2 separate regions of the Sus scrofa genome follow, and region 1 is linked to region 2. A link is a contact called in public HiChIP or PLAC-seq data. All regions are on one chromosome and are shown on one strand. The core of a region is the stretch at or near the end of the contact, and the rest is flanking DNA. Distances in the headings are between cores, read along the strand shown.

The links. HiChIP or PLAC-seq counts read pairs in DNA pulled down with a chosen protein or histone mark.
Region 1: a contact with region 2 is called in an H3K27ac HiChIP or PLAC-seq map of skeletal muscle, with 4 times the contacts expected there. The contact joins two enhancer-like sites. A contact is called at or near these places in 2 of 47 Hi-C or Micro-C datasets (both in embryonic fibroblasts) and 1 of 2 datasets of contacts at active chromatin or transcription factors (skeletal muscle).

The regions. Positions count from the first base shown.
Region 1 is chr8:32,745,323-32,751,293 of Sscrofa11.1, forward strand. The region is part of intron 21 of LIMCH1 (LIM and calponin homology domains-containing protein 1); the gene reads left to right. Among named protein-coding and RNA genes, the nearest start is that of PHOX2B, 98 kb to the right of the region's middle. Within about 2 kb of position 1,874, at least 9 of the 83 cell types and tissues checked have an H3K27ac peak or open chromatin away from gene starts, as enhancers often do. A contact at or near this core is called in embryonic fibroblasts and skeletal muscle, where this site is marked.
Region 2 is chr8:32,555,377-32,561,361 of Sscrofa11.1, forward strand. All of the region lies in intron 1 of LIMCH1 (LIM and calponin homology domains-containing protein 1), which reads left to right. Among named protein-coding and RNA genes, the nearest start is that of LIMCH1, 130 kb to the left of the region's middle. Within about 2 kb of position 4,080, at least 9 of the 83 cell types and tissues checked have an H3K27ac peak or open chromatin away from gene starts, as enhancers often do. A contact at or near this core is called in embryonic fibroblasts and skeletal muscle, where this site is marked.

The DNA.
Region 1 (5,971 bases), core at 624-3,123, 190 kb after region 2:
ATTTTGCACTGAGAGCAGGGTGAAGGCATTTGAGTAGGTGCTGTTTTCCTTACAACTGAGACCAACTGCAGATTCCTTTGAGATGGCTAATGTCAAGAGATATTTCTCTAGAAACTTTTTCTCAACACAGAAATAGTTGCAAGAGCATTAGATTGAATGCTCTTTTAAAAGTCATTAGAGGTATTTAGGATGCAGTGGGTTAAGGATCTGGCATTGTCTCTGGGGCGGTGTGGGTTGATCCTGGCTCAGCACAGTGGGTTAAAAGGTTACGGCGTTGCCTGCTGCATCTGTGGCTCAGCTTCGATTTCTGGCCTGGGAACCTCCACACAGAGGGAGGGAAGGAAGGAAGGAGAGAAAGAAAGAAAATGTGAGGTTCGTCTTCTCTGCGCTTTCTTTTCCTCGGTCCTTGCCTACACACAGCAAGGATTTGGAGGTGCAGGCTGAGAAGCACAGCAGTGGAGCCAGGTTTGGAGCCAGTTTTAGAGCCAGCAGGCTTCGTTCCCCAAGGATGCAGACAGGCAGTCTGGCGGGAGGTTGTGCTGGCCTGGAGGAGCTGCAAGAGCACAAGGATAGACCCACTGGTCTTGCCACGTAGGGATGGAGGCAGGCGGTCTCTCCAGGCAGGAGCAATCAGCTCAGGATGGGAGCAGTTCTGGGTTGGAGGGAATTTCCTCTTGAACCAACACTGCAGTGTAGCAGCTCTGACCTGGGCTCTTTTAATGAGTGGCTCCAGTCCACTGCCCCGAGCCCGTTGCCCGGAGTGAAAAACGCTCCTGCTGGTTGCCTCGGAGTTTGCAATCAAGAGTCAGGTAGCAGGAGTTCCTGTCATGGCTCAGAGGTTAACGAACCCAGCTAGTATCCATGAGGACACAGGTTCAATCCCTGGCATTGCTCACTGGTGTTGCCCTGAGCTGTGGTGTAAGTCACAGAGGGCTCAGATCCCGCGTTGCTGTGGCTATGGCGTAGGCTGGCAACTACATCTTGATTCCTAGCCTGGGAACCTCCATATGCTGTGGGTGCAGCCCTAAAAAGACCAAAAGAAAAGAAAAAAGAATTATGTAGCAATGTACAGCAAGTTTTACCGATGCCCTCAGAGAGAGCAGGCCACCTTGGGTAGGGACTGGCCCTGGCTACAGCTGGGTCTCTCCTTATATTCCTATATCGTGGATCAGTTTGGGGATCCCTATTCTCTTGCCCCAGGCCACTAATTTCCTCCTACACCCTGAGTGTCTAAGGGGGTGCATTTGGATCCTCTGATGGGTTTCAGGCAAGGACCCCTTATTTGTATGGGAAAAAGATTCCAGGGAGATGCTCCAAGGCTGATATCTGCATGGCTTCATTGTTTGATGGCAGGTCTCCTGTTTTTGGTAACGATAAATGGCCCATTTTGAATCACCCAGGTCAGTGTTCTTATCCTATCCTGCATAACAAAAGAAAGGAAGGAAGGAAAGAAGGGAGAGAGAGAAGGAAAGAAAGAAAAGAAAAGGGAAAAAAGAGAAAGAAAGAAAGAGAAAGAAAGCAAGCAAGAAAGGGACAATTAAAAAAAAAAAAAAAAAAGCAAACAAAAAAACCTAGTCCATCTGACCTGGATCAGACCTGCACATGGTTTGAAAAGTTTGAGGAGTGGGGAGCCTAGGGCTGCATGTAGCTCCTCTTTTGTCCAGTGAATATAGGTATTTGGTGACACAAAAGTGAAAGGGGAAACACACACGTGGCTTATGTGGCACCTGAGTCCTGATGCCAAGACATAAATAGTCTGGTTTTCCAGGCTGGTGTCCAGATGAGTTATTCAAGACTAGAGCCGGGAAATCACTCTGAGTCACCGAATAGTAGCTCAGGAAAGGACCTTGGACATCTCGTCTTCCAGCCCTCGGTGGTGAAATGATTCGTGCAAGCTCCATCCTCTGTCCTAGAAGCAGGGCCCCTCAAGCAGCCCCATTCTTCCTCTCCTGCCCCGTATTTCCAATTCATTCCTCAGAGTTGGGCTCTGGACTGGTCCACCAGTAAGGTTCTTGTTAAAATGAGCAGCCCGTGCCAGGTAGATTTGTGGCGGGAGGGACCACGTCCCTCTCAAGCCAGGAGACTGTCACCTCCCACTCGTGGCCTCAGGGCTCGGTCTGGCACCAGAGCCAGTTTGGATGCTGTCCTCAGTCAAGGGAAAGCCAGCTCCTGGCTTGGGCGCCCGTAACCTCTCTATGCTCTCATTCATTCGTGTCCAGGGATCTGTTTTTATTTACTTGCTTTCATTCTTGAGGCAGTGTTACCAGTTGGAGAAGGGAAAGCATCTCTTCTGTTCAGATGTAACCGAAGGGAAGTGTGGGTCAGAAAGCACATTTCCTAGCGAGGCGGGTGTGTTTCTCCCGCGTCTCTTCGCCCTGGTTAAAACTGCCAATTTCGAACTCATTTCCTTTGCAGTAATGATGGGTGTACAGAAGTAACAAGCCTTCAGGATGGAGGATCCAGACAGAAGTTAATTCAACTGGCTTTGGGGATTTCCTTTGATTCCATACAGTCTATGTGCATATGTAACAGAATACAGAAAACCATACAGAGAATGGAAGCTCCCTCTTACTCCAGCCACTCCGAAATCAAGAGTTTCAAAAATGTGTCCTTCTCTTCTTTTTCTCGGTGTATTTATAATATTTTTTTTAACATGGGCTCATGTTATTCACATTGTTGTAACTTGCCTTTTCTCTTAATTTATCTTGAATATTTTGCTAGTCATAGCCTGATTTGGGTGACTAGGATGCATTGAAACGAAACCTGTGAGTATAATTGCCATAAGTCTTGTATCTAACATTGGCTTACCTGGCACGGATTCCATGTTGGCTCTTTGCCAGATACAGTGCTGGGCCCCCGGACACCTCCACCCCCACCCCTAACCTGGCTTGGATGGAAAGCTCCAAGACGCGGGGATGGCTGCGGTGGTCTGGCCTCAACTGCCCTGGGAAGTGAAGACATGGCTAAATTGCCCCCTGTCCTGAGAGATTCTGGAGGGTTCTCATCTTTTGCATGATAAATGGATGAGAGGTCGAAAGGAAAGGATGAGCCCGAATGGATGAGAGGGACAGGGTGTGGCAAAGGCAGTTTGAACCATTGTAGCAATAAACTTGGGATGCTCTGGTTCTGGCCCCATTCTTATGGGTCAAGAACCTTTAAATACCTGAGGATGACTTGGAAGTGGGTGTGACTCCCAGCCCAGATGGTGGAGCATTGAGGCTACCCACACAAGTCGGGGTTCCCACCTCCCCACCTACTAGCAGCATGACACTGGATAAGTCGCTTAGCCTCCTGGGCCCCAGCTTCCTCACCTGTGTATAAAGGGAATCTTATTGGTACAAACTTAATAGACTTGTGCTGAGAACTAAGGAAGATAATTATACTGACACGTGTAAATACAGTAAATATTGATTGTGGCTACAGTAACAATAGTATGTAACCTTCATTTTAAGCGAAGAGAAATTGGGTCATCTGGGTGTTCAGTGTTTGAGTGTTAAGCCACAGAGAAATGCATCCAGAGGAGTTCCCATCATGGCTCGGCAGTTAACGAACCCAACTAGTACCCATGAGAACCTGGGTTTGCTCAGTGGGTTAAGGATCCAGCATTGCTGTGAGTGTGGTGTAGGCTGGCAGCTACAGCTCTGATTTGACCCCCAGCCTGGGAATCTCTATATGCCACGAGTGCACCCCTAAAAAGACAAAAAAAAAGAAAAAAATAAATACATCCAGAAACATGGACATTCCTGAAAGTGGCAGTTCTGCATTACTGGAATGAGGTGTGCTAGTAAATAGTCCTTAGTGAAGTGGTGCTTGAGGATTTTGTCTCCTTTGCATTATAAATCACATCTAAAGGACTTCATGAATTATGGGACTTCATGTACACTTGCCACATTTGAGCATCTCTAAATCAAATTATAGCTTATAAAAAATAGTGTGTCCTGTTTAACAGGCAGTGTATTTTCTTTCTTAATAGTACCTAAAATAATATAATTAAAATTGATGGCATCTAGGGTTTAATAAAATATGTCCATTCATTTGTTCCTGTTTGGGCTGGGAAGGCTTTGGCTCAGTCTTTATAGTTATTTATTTCTATTCATTGGAAACACCAGTGTTCTCAAGAACTTTATTATTATTTTTTTTTTTCCTTTTTTGGCCACCCCATGGCATACGGACTTCCTGGGCCAGGGATCAGATCCAAGCCGCAGTCGTGAACTAAGACGCAGCTGCGGCAACACTGGATCCTTAACCCACTGTGCCGGGCTGGGGATCGAACCTGTGTCCCAGTGCTTCCAAGATGCTGCTGATCCCGTTGTGCCACAGTGGGAATGCCTCAAGAACTTTATTCATCAATATTTATCTGCAAATTTGTTTCCCAACCTCAGGTAGTTTTCTATAATCTAACCCATTCAGGGAGAAAACCTAAAAATCATTTCAGACAATATTTTATATATTAAAAATCAGTATCTCTGATAGTATTCATATATTTACATCATAAAACAAATATAAATATATTAATAATGTTAATATTTCTCTGTATTTTTTTGGGGGGACACTTTAAATTATAAAGCCCAGATTATTCTTTTGTAATCCTGGACTGGTTGTTCTTCACATGCTACTATCATATCAGTAGTTCATATAAAGTGTATACCCACACATACACACCGTTTATATATATATATATAACTATTATTCTAAAAAAAAAGACTTTGGTTTATTTAACTATTTATACTCATTACGTTTCTTAAGGGGCTCCAATTCAGGCTTATTGATATATTAAAAAGTTACAAGTTCCCATCATGGCTCAGTGGATAACGAACCTGACTAGTATCCATGAGGATGGGGGTTTGATCCCTGGCCTTGATCAGTGGGTTAAGGATCTGGCATTGCTGTGAGCTGTGGTGTAGATCAAAGATGTGGTTCTGATCCGGTGTTGCTGTGGTTGTAGTATAGGCTGGCAGCTACAGCTCCAATTCGACCCCTAGCCCAGAAGCTTCCAGGCATGCCTGTGGGTGCAGCCCCTAAAAAGACAAAAGACCAAAAAAAAAAAGTTACAAAATCCTTTAAGTAATATAAATGTAATGCTTATTCCTGCCTAGGGTTTTAAAGGTGGATTTTAATTTAATATTCTGTTCTTCCAGAATTGATGCATGGTTACTCATCATTAGAAAATGACCATTTAGTTATGAAATGTCAAAACACCCCATCCTCCAAAAGGAAAAGCACATTTTTGCTGCTAGATGTTATTATTAAATCCTTTAGCAGCTTGAAAGGCTTACTGCTTAAACTTTGTGTCTTTTTTTCAACTTTGAAAATTTGCAAATAATTTTTTTTACAAATTTTTCCCATTTTTAAAATTGTGCTAAAATATACATAAAATAAAATTCACTATCTTAACCATCTTAAAGTGTACAGTTTGGTGATATTAAGTACATTCGCGTTGTGCAACCACTACCACATCCACTTCCAAACTCTTTATCTTGCAAAATTGAAACTCTGTACCCATCAAACACTGACTCCCCATTATCCCCTCCCGCAAGACCCTGGCAACAATCACTTTACTTCCCCCCCTCTCCCCTTTTCCTCCAGCTCCAGTCTCTGGTAACTAACTACCACTCATGTTACCGTGGGTCTGGCTTTTCTTTATTGTAATCTTTTAGATCATGCGATATTTTTCTTTCTGTGCCTGGCTTATTTCACTGGGCATAATGTTCTCCAAGTTCATCATGTTATCTCAAATGGCAGGATTTTCTTCTTTTTTAAGGCTCAGTAATATTCCATTGTATAGTGTGTATAAATTAATCTGTATATACAAATTACATATGTTTATAACTTTAATATTTATATATCGCAATATATGAATTGTATATTATGTAGTATATATATATATACTCACACACGTCTTCTTTATCTATTCATCCATCAACCTGTAAGTTGTTTCCATATCTTGGCTATTGTGAATAATGCAGCAATG
Region 2 (5,985 bases), core at 2,830-5,329:
CAACCACAGCCACAGCCACAGCCACATGGGATCTGAGCCTTGTCTGTGACCTGCACCATAGCTCACAGCAATGCCAGATCCTGAACCCACCGAGTGAAGCCAGAGATGGAACTTGCAACCTCATGGTTCCTAGTCGGGCTCGTTACCGCTGAGCCACACCAGGAACTTCCCACAATTACCTTTTCATTTTTCTGGCCTTTTAGTTAATGACGTTTTTCAAGGCGATGTGTGGGCAGAAGGTCCTGTTGCTGGCTTTGTTTTGTTTTTTTGTTAAACATGGATTTCCCCTACTAGGTTTATATCAAATAGCCTTCTTTTTTTTTTTGTTTAATTTACCTGGGGTAGTGTAGCATGACACTCTTCTCTTCTGGTTTTTTGTAACACCCTGAAGGCCGGATTCCTTCCTAGTTGATGTGGACAGCGTTTGTGCAGGAAACTTTGTGCAAGGAGAGCTTCATAGCGTCATAGCAACATGCTTCATAGCAACATGCTTGGAAACCAAGATGGTGCTGCTGCCTCAGTGGAGGGTGTCAGTGAGGCCCTTGGACTAATGGCCCTTTAGTGGGCTGGGATCACCACCTGCTGTTTCCATCACAAAGAAGCCCAAAGAACAGATTTCCTGCCATAATACATTATTCGTAAGCCTAAAGAACCAGAGGAAGATACAGAGGGGAATATTTTGTTGTAGAAACACTAGTGGTCTCAAATGAGACATCTTATCTCTCTGCCTTCTCTTCCCTCTCCATTAGTGGATATTTATTTTTCATCCCACAGGGGATCGCGTCGTATGTAGTGTTATCTCAAGTTGGATTCTTTGGATACAAGTGTGATGATGTTTTAAATACAGAGATGAAAATCCAGAGATCACAGAGATTGTTAGGATTTCACCCCCACGGTGGACAGTATCAGGCAGATGTTTTGACATTTCTCTGGATTGGGAGATTTATTTTCTTATGCCACATTTTGAGGAAGAGGCACACTGAAGAGAGAAGGCGGCATCGGCAGGGGGACGTCAGGTCTTTATTCACCACTGATGGGAGGGAAAATTAGTGGGGACACAGGCAGATTTAGGCAGCCTAGCCTCCTGGTTGAGAACGTGGCTCAGGAACCAGATGGCCCACCTTGGACCCTGGCTCTGCCACCTACTGTATGAAATAGGGCCAGTTACTTAATGGTCTATACTTTGGTTTCTTCTCCTGGAAAACAGGGGTGAAAATAATAATACTATTTCTACCAGGGCCCTGAAAGCCCACTGAACACCTTCGTGTAAACTCAGAAATACATCACAGGGGGGACTCTGTGGGCTTGGGTACAGACAGTGGCTTTATGTGAATTAGGAAGAGTTTGTGTAGTTTGACCAAGACTGCTCAGGCTGGCATCCAGCCCCAACTTGTCTCCTCAGCTGGGCACCTTTGTTCTGGGCACAACCTGTGCAACCAGCTGTGGTAGCTCTGACAAACATACCAGAGAAGGGAAGAGCATGTGAGTCAATTAAGATTCCGTTAAAGATGGAGTTCCCATCATGGCACAGCAGAAACGAATCCGACTAGCATTATGAGGTTTCAGGTTCGATCCCTGTCCTCACTCAGTGGGTTAAGGGTCCAGCGTAGCCGTGAGCTGTGGTGTAGATCACAGATGCAGCTCAGATCCGATGTTGCTGTGGCTCTGGTGTAGGCTGGCAGCTGTAGCTCTGATTGGATCCCTAGCCTGGGAACCTCCATATACTGTGGGCGTGGCCCTGAAAAGCAAAAAAAAAAAAAAAAAAAAAGATTCAGTTAAAGATGCTGTTATTATCCTCATCAAAATTTCTTGGGAGGCTGGGGTGGAAGAGGGTTCAGAGCATCTCTAGATTCGTGCCGAGTTTTCTTAGAGAACTGGAGTGATTTGCCAGAAGCCCTTGGTTATTAGAGAACTTGAGCCAAGTGGCTTGAGCCAAGTTGTCTTGACTTTCAGCCTCCAACCAATCCTGACTAGGGGTCTGTAGACAACTGTTGAGATTCAAACTGCAGAACCCTTGATAGAAGATGGGAGAAGAGGCACCATGGCCATTCCTGACCCCAGGTGTCTGCCTAGAATCATTCAAAGGGTAAAATCCCAGAAGATGGGATAACCATAAGTTTGTTTTCTGTGTTTGTGAGTCTGTTTCTATTTTGTAAATAAGTTCCTTTGTATTACTTTTTAGATTACACATATAAATGATATAATATCATATTTGTCTTTGTCTGGCGTCATTCACACAGTATGATAATCTCTGGGTCCACCCATGTTGCCACAAGTGGCATTATTTCATTCATTTTTATGTCTGCGTAATGTCCCATTGTATGTATGTACCATGTCTTCTTTATCCATTCATATGTGGATGGGCCCTTCGCTTGCTTCCTGGTCTTGGCTATTGTAAATAGAGCTTCTGTGAACATTAAAGTGCAGGTGTCTTTTCAGATTAGAGTTTTTGTCTTTTCTGAATATATGTGCAGGAGTGGAATCCCTGGATCGTAGGGTAACTCTATTTTTAGGAAGCTCCACACTGTCTTCCGTCGTGCCAGTCACCATTTTAATAGTAGACAAGGAATATTATTAGATGGCGGTATATTTCTGTTACATGTGCATGAAAAACCTTTTACAAGTGGTATTTTCTTACTATAAAGCCTTTTCTGAGTTAAACCAAATGGAAAACAAAGAGAAAACAAAGGGGTTGCACCGCTCTAGAGATGAGGTCAACCTATATATCCCCAGTCCCTCCTTAAAATCTGTTTTGTTTGTTTGTTTGTTCTTTTAGCTTTTTTAGCACTGCATGTATAGCATATGGAAGTTCCCAGGCTAGGGGTTGAATCAGAGCTGCAGCTGCCAGCCTACACCACAGCCACAGCAACATCAGATCTGAGCTGCATCTGCGACCTACATCACAGCTCAGGGCTACAGTGGATCCTTAACCAGCCTACACCACAGCCACAGCAACATGGGATCCTTAACCCAATGAGTGCGGCTGGGGATCGAATCCACATCCTCATGGATACTAGTCAGGTTCATAACCTGCTGAGCCACAAGGAACTCCAAAATCTTTTAAATCATAAAATATAACACAACTAGGGAAAACCACATAAATTTGTAGTTTAGTTAATTATTTGAGGTGAACAGTTTTAGAATCACAGTCTCAGGAAGTAGATCCAAGGAGTTCCCGTTATGGAGCAGTGAAAACGAATCCAACTAGGAGCCATGAGGTTGCGGGTTCGATCCCTGGCCTTGCTCAGTGGGTTAAGGATCTGGCGTTGCCGTGAGCTGTGGTGTACATCGCAGACGTGGCTCAGATCTGGCATTGCTGTGGCTGTGGCGTAGGCCGGCAGCAACAGCTCCGATTAGACCCCTAGCCTGGGAACCTCCATACGCTGCAGGTGTGGCACTAAAAAGACAAAAAGACAAAAAAAAAAAAAAAAAAAAAGAAGTAGATCCAATTCAAGAAGTACAATTTTGTCATCCTGGAAGCCCATCCTGGGCTCCCCCCATTGATAATTCCTTCTCTCCTTTTAAAAGTCACTCTTCTCATTTTATGTTGACTACTTCCTTGCTCTTCTTCATAGTTTGACTTGCTCAAGTCATACCAATTTTTAAAAGGACAGAATGGAGTTCCCTGGTGGCTCGGTAGGTTAAGGATTGGGCATTGTCACTGCTGTGGTGCAGTTTCCATCCCTGGCCCAGAAACTTCTGCATGCCATGGATGCAGCCAAAAATAAAATAATAAAATAAAATAAAATAAAATAAAATAAAATAAAAGGACAGGCTGTTTAAATCATGATCATCCTATCTGTACAATGACCACTTCTCATGTTTTATTTTCTCTTAGTAATCTAAAAACTTGTATGGGCGTATTCTAGTAGTTTTCTAACTAGGCTTTGATGTGTTTTAAAATTCCAAGTACTGGTGAAATACAAGAGTTTTGTGGTTACTTTGGATTCTTAGCTAAAAATGATTCAGTTAGTAGAATATCAAATGGTGAAATCGATCAGTTCTTCAGACAGCCCTATAACTGTCATAGGACTGTGTGTCCTTGGCAGATCCTCTAGTTCCCGTTCTTTGCCCCAAACCAGGAAGCCAAGGGGCTTGGCCTGCCTTCCTTCCCATTCTCAGTGCTAACGTCATGTCGATTTGATGGCTGACAAAAGCCATTTCGGTGTATTGAGCAGGTGAGAGAGTGGGTTGAGTATACATGAAATGACCGATAGTGAACTGTCATCAGTGACATCAAATATGAACAAGTGCTTCTAGAAACAGCGAGGAGGCACCGGACAGGTTTTTGACCTCAGTACATTCCCTGGACTGCTGAATCGTTCTCAGACAGCATTTTATTATGAATATTTTGCAACATAAGAGGGAGGGAGGGGAGGAGGCAGGGAGAGGGAGACTTTTCCCTGGACTGCTGAATGCTCCAGACAGCATTTTATTATGAATATTTTGCAACATGAGAGGGAGGGAGGGGAGGAGGCAGGGAGAGGGAGAAAGGGAAAGAGAAAGGTCAGGGAAGAAGGGAGGAAGGAAGACAGGCAGGCTAGTTGGTCCAAATAGGTCATATGCCCTCCAACGAGTTTCAATAAGTGTTAATATTTTCTATATTTACCTCTTAGGTACATGTAGGCACACATAACCCTATTTTTTCAACCTTTTCAAAATAAATTACCAGTATCGGGTCCTTTCCCTCTAAATACTTTGCTGCACATCTCCGAGATATAAGAACATTCTTCTGCATGACCACTGTGCCACTGTCGCTCTTAATAACGCAAAGTCATGCTCTGATTTTTTTTTTTTTTTTTTTTTTTTTTTTTCTGTCTTTTGTCTTTTTGTCTTTTGTTGTTGTTGCTATTTCTTGGGCCGCTCCCTCGGCATATGGAGGTTCCCAGGCCAGGGGTCCAATCGGAGCTGTAGCCACCGGCCTACGCCAGAGCCACAGCAACGCGGGATCCGAGCCGCATCTACGACCTACATCACAACTCACAGCAACACCGGATTGTTAACCCACTGAGCAAGGGCAGGGACCGAACCCGCAACCTCATGGTTCCTAGTCGGATTCGTTAACCACTGCGCCACGACGGGAACTCCGCTCTGATATTTTGTATATATTCAGCTTTCCCCAATCGTGCCCAAAACATCACCTATAAATCTTCTCTTAAACCAGGATTTCATTAAGGCACACACCATGCAATTTGTTGTCGTGTCTCTGAAGTCTCTTAAAGAAAAGTCTCCCCTTTTCTTTACAGCACTGGCTTTTTGAAGGCCAATTTTCTTATAAAATGTGTCATTTTTTGGATTTGCCCAATTGTTTCCTCATGGCCTCATTTCATCCAGACAGTGTGTAGAGGAGCATATGACATCGTGAGATTTTGTACGCAGCACCCACTGGCCCAGATCCATCTGTGAAGCAGCAGATGAGCTTCAACGATGCTTTCTCTTGAGCAATAGTTTTGAACGACAATTGCAACCACCTGATTTAGACACTGCAGGGTGGATTTTTTCCTCTCCTTAGAAGCTTGAGAAAAAATAGAACTTCCAGTCAGTCATAAATATATTATTAAATGGTTTCCACTCATGATTCTAACCTCAAACTACCTTGGAAAGTGGGCTTCTACAACCTTCTTTTAAAGCTGATGGATCAGGAGTTCCCCTTGGGGCTCATTGGGCTAAGAATCTGACGTAGTCTCTGTGAGGATGCAGGTTTGATCCCTGGCCTCACTCAGTGGGTTAAGAATCTGGTGTTGCCACAGGCTGGAGCCTAGGTTGCAAATGTGGCTTGGATCTGGCATTGCTGTGGCTGTGGTGTAGGCTGGCAGCTGCAGTTCTGGTTTGACCCCTAGCTTGGGAATTTCCATATGCTGCGGGTGTGGCCCTAAGAAGAAAAATAGTAATAATAACAAAAAAATAAAGATGATGGGTCAGGCTCAGAGAAATGAAGCCACTGGGCCAGTGTCATGTAGCTCCTAAGTGCCAAACTGAAATTTG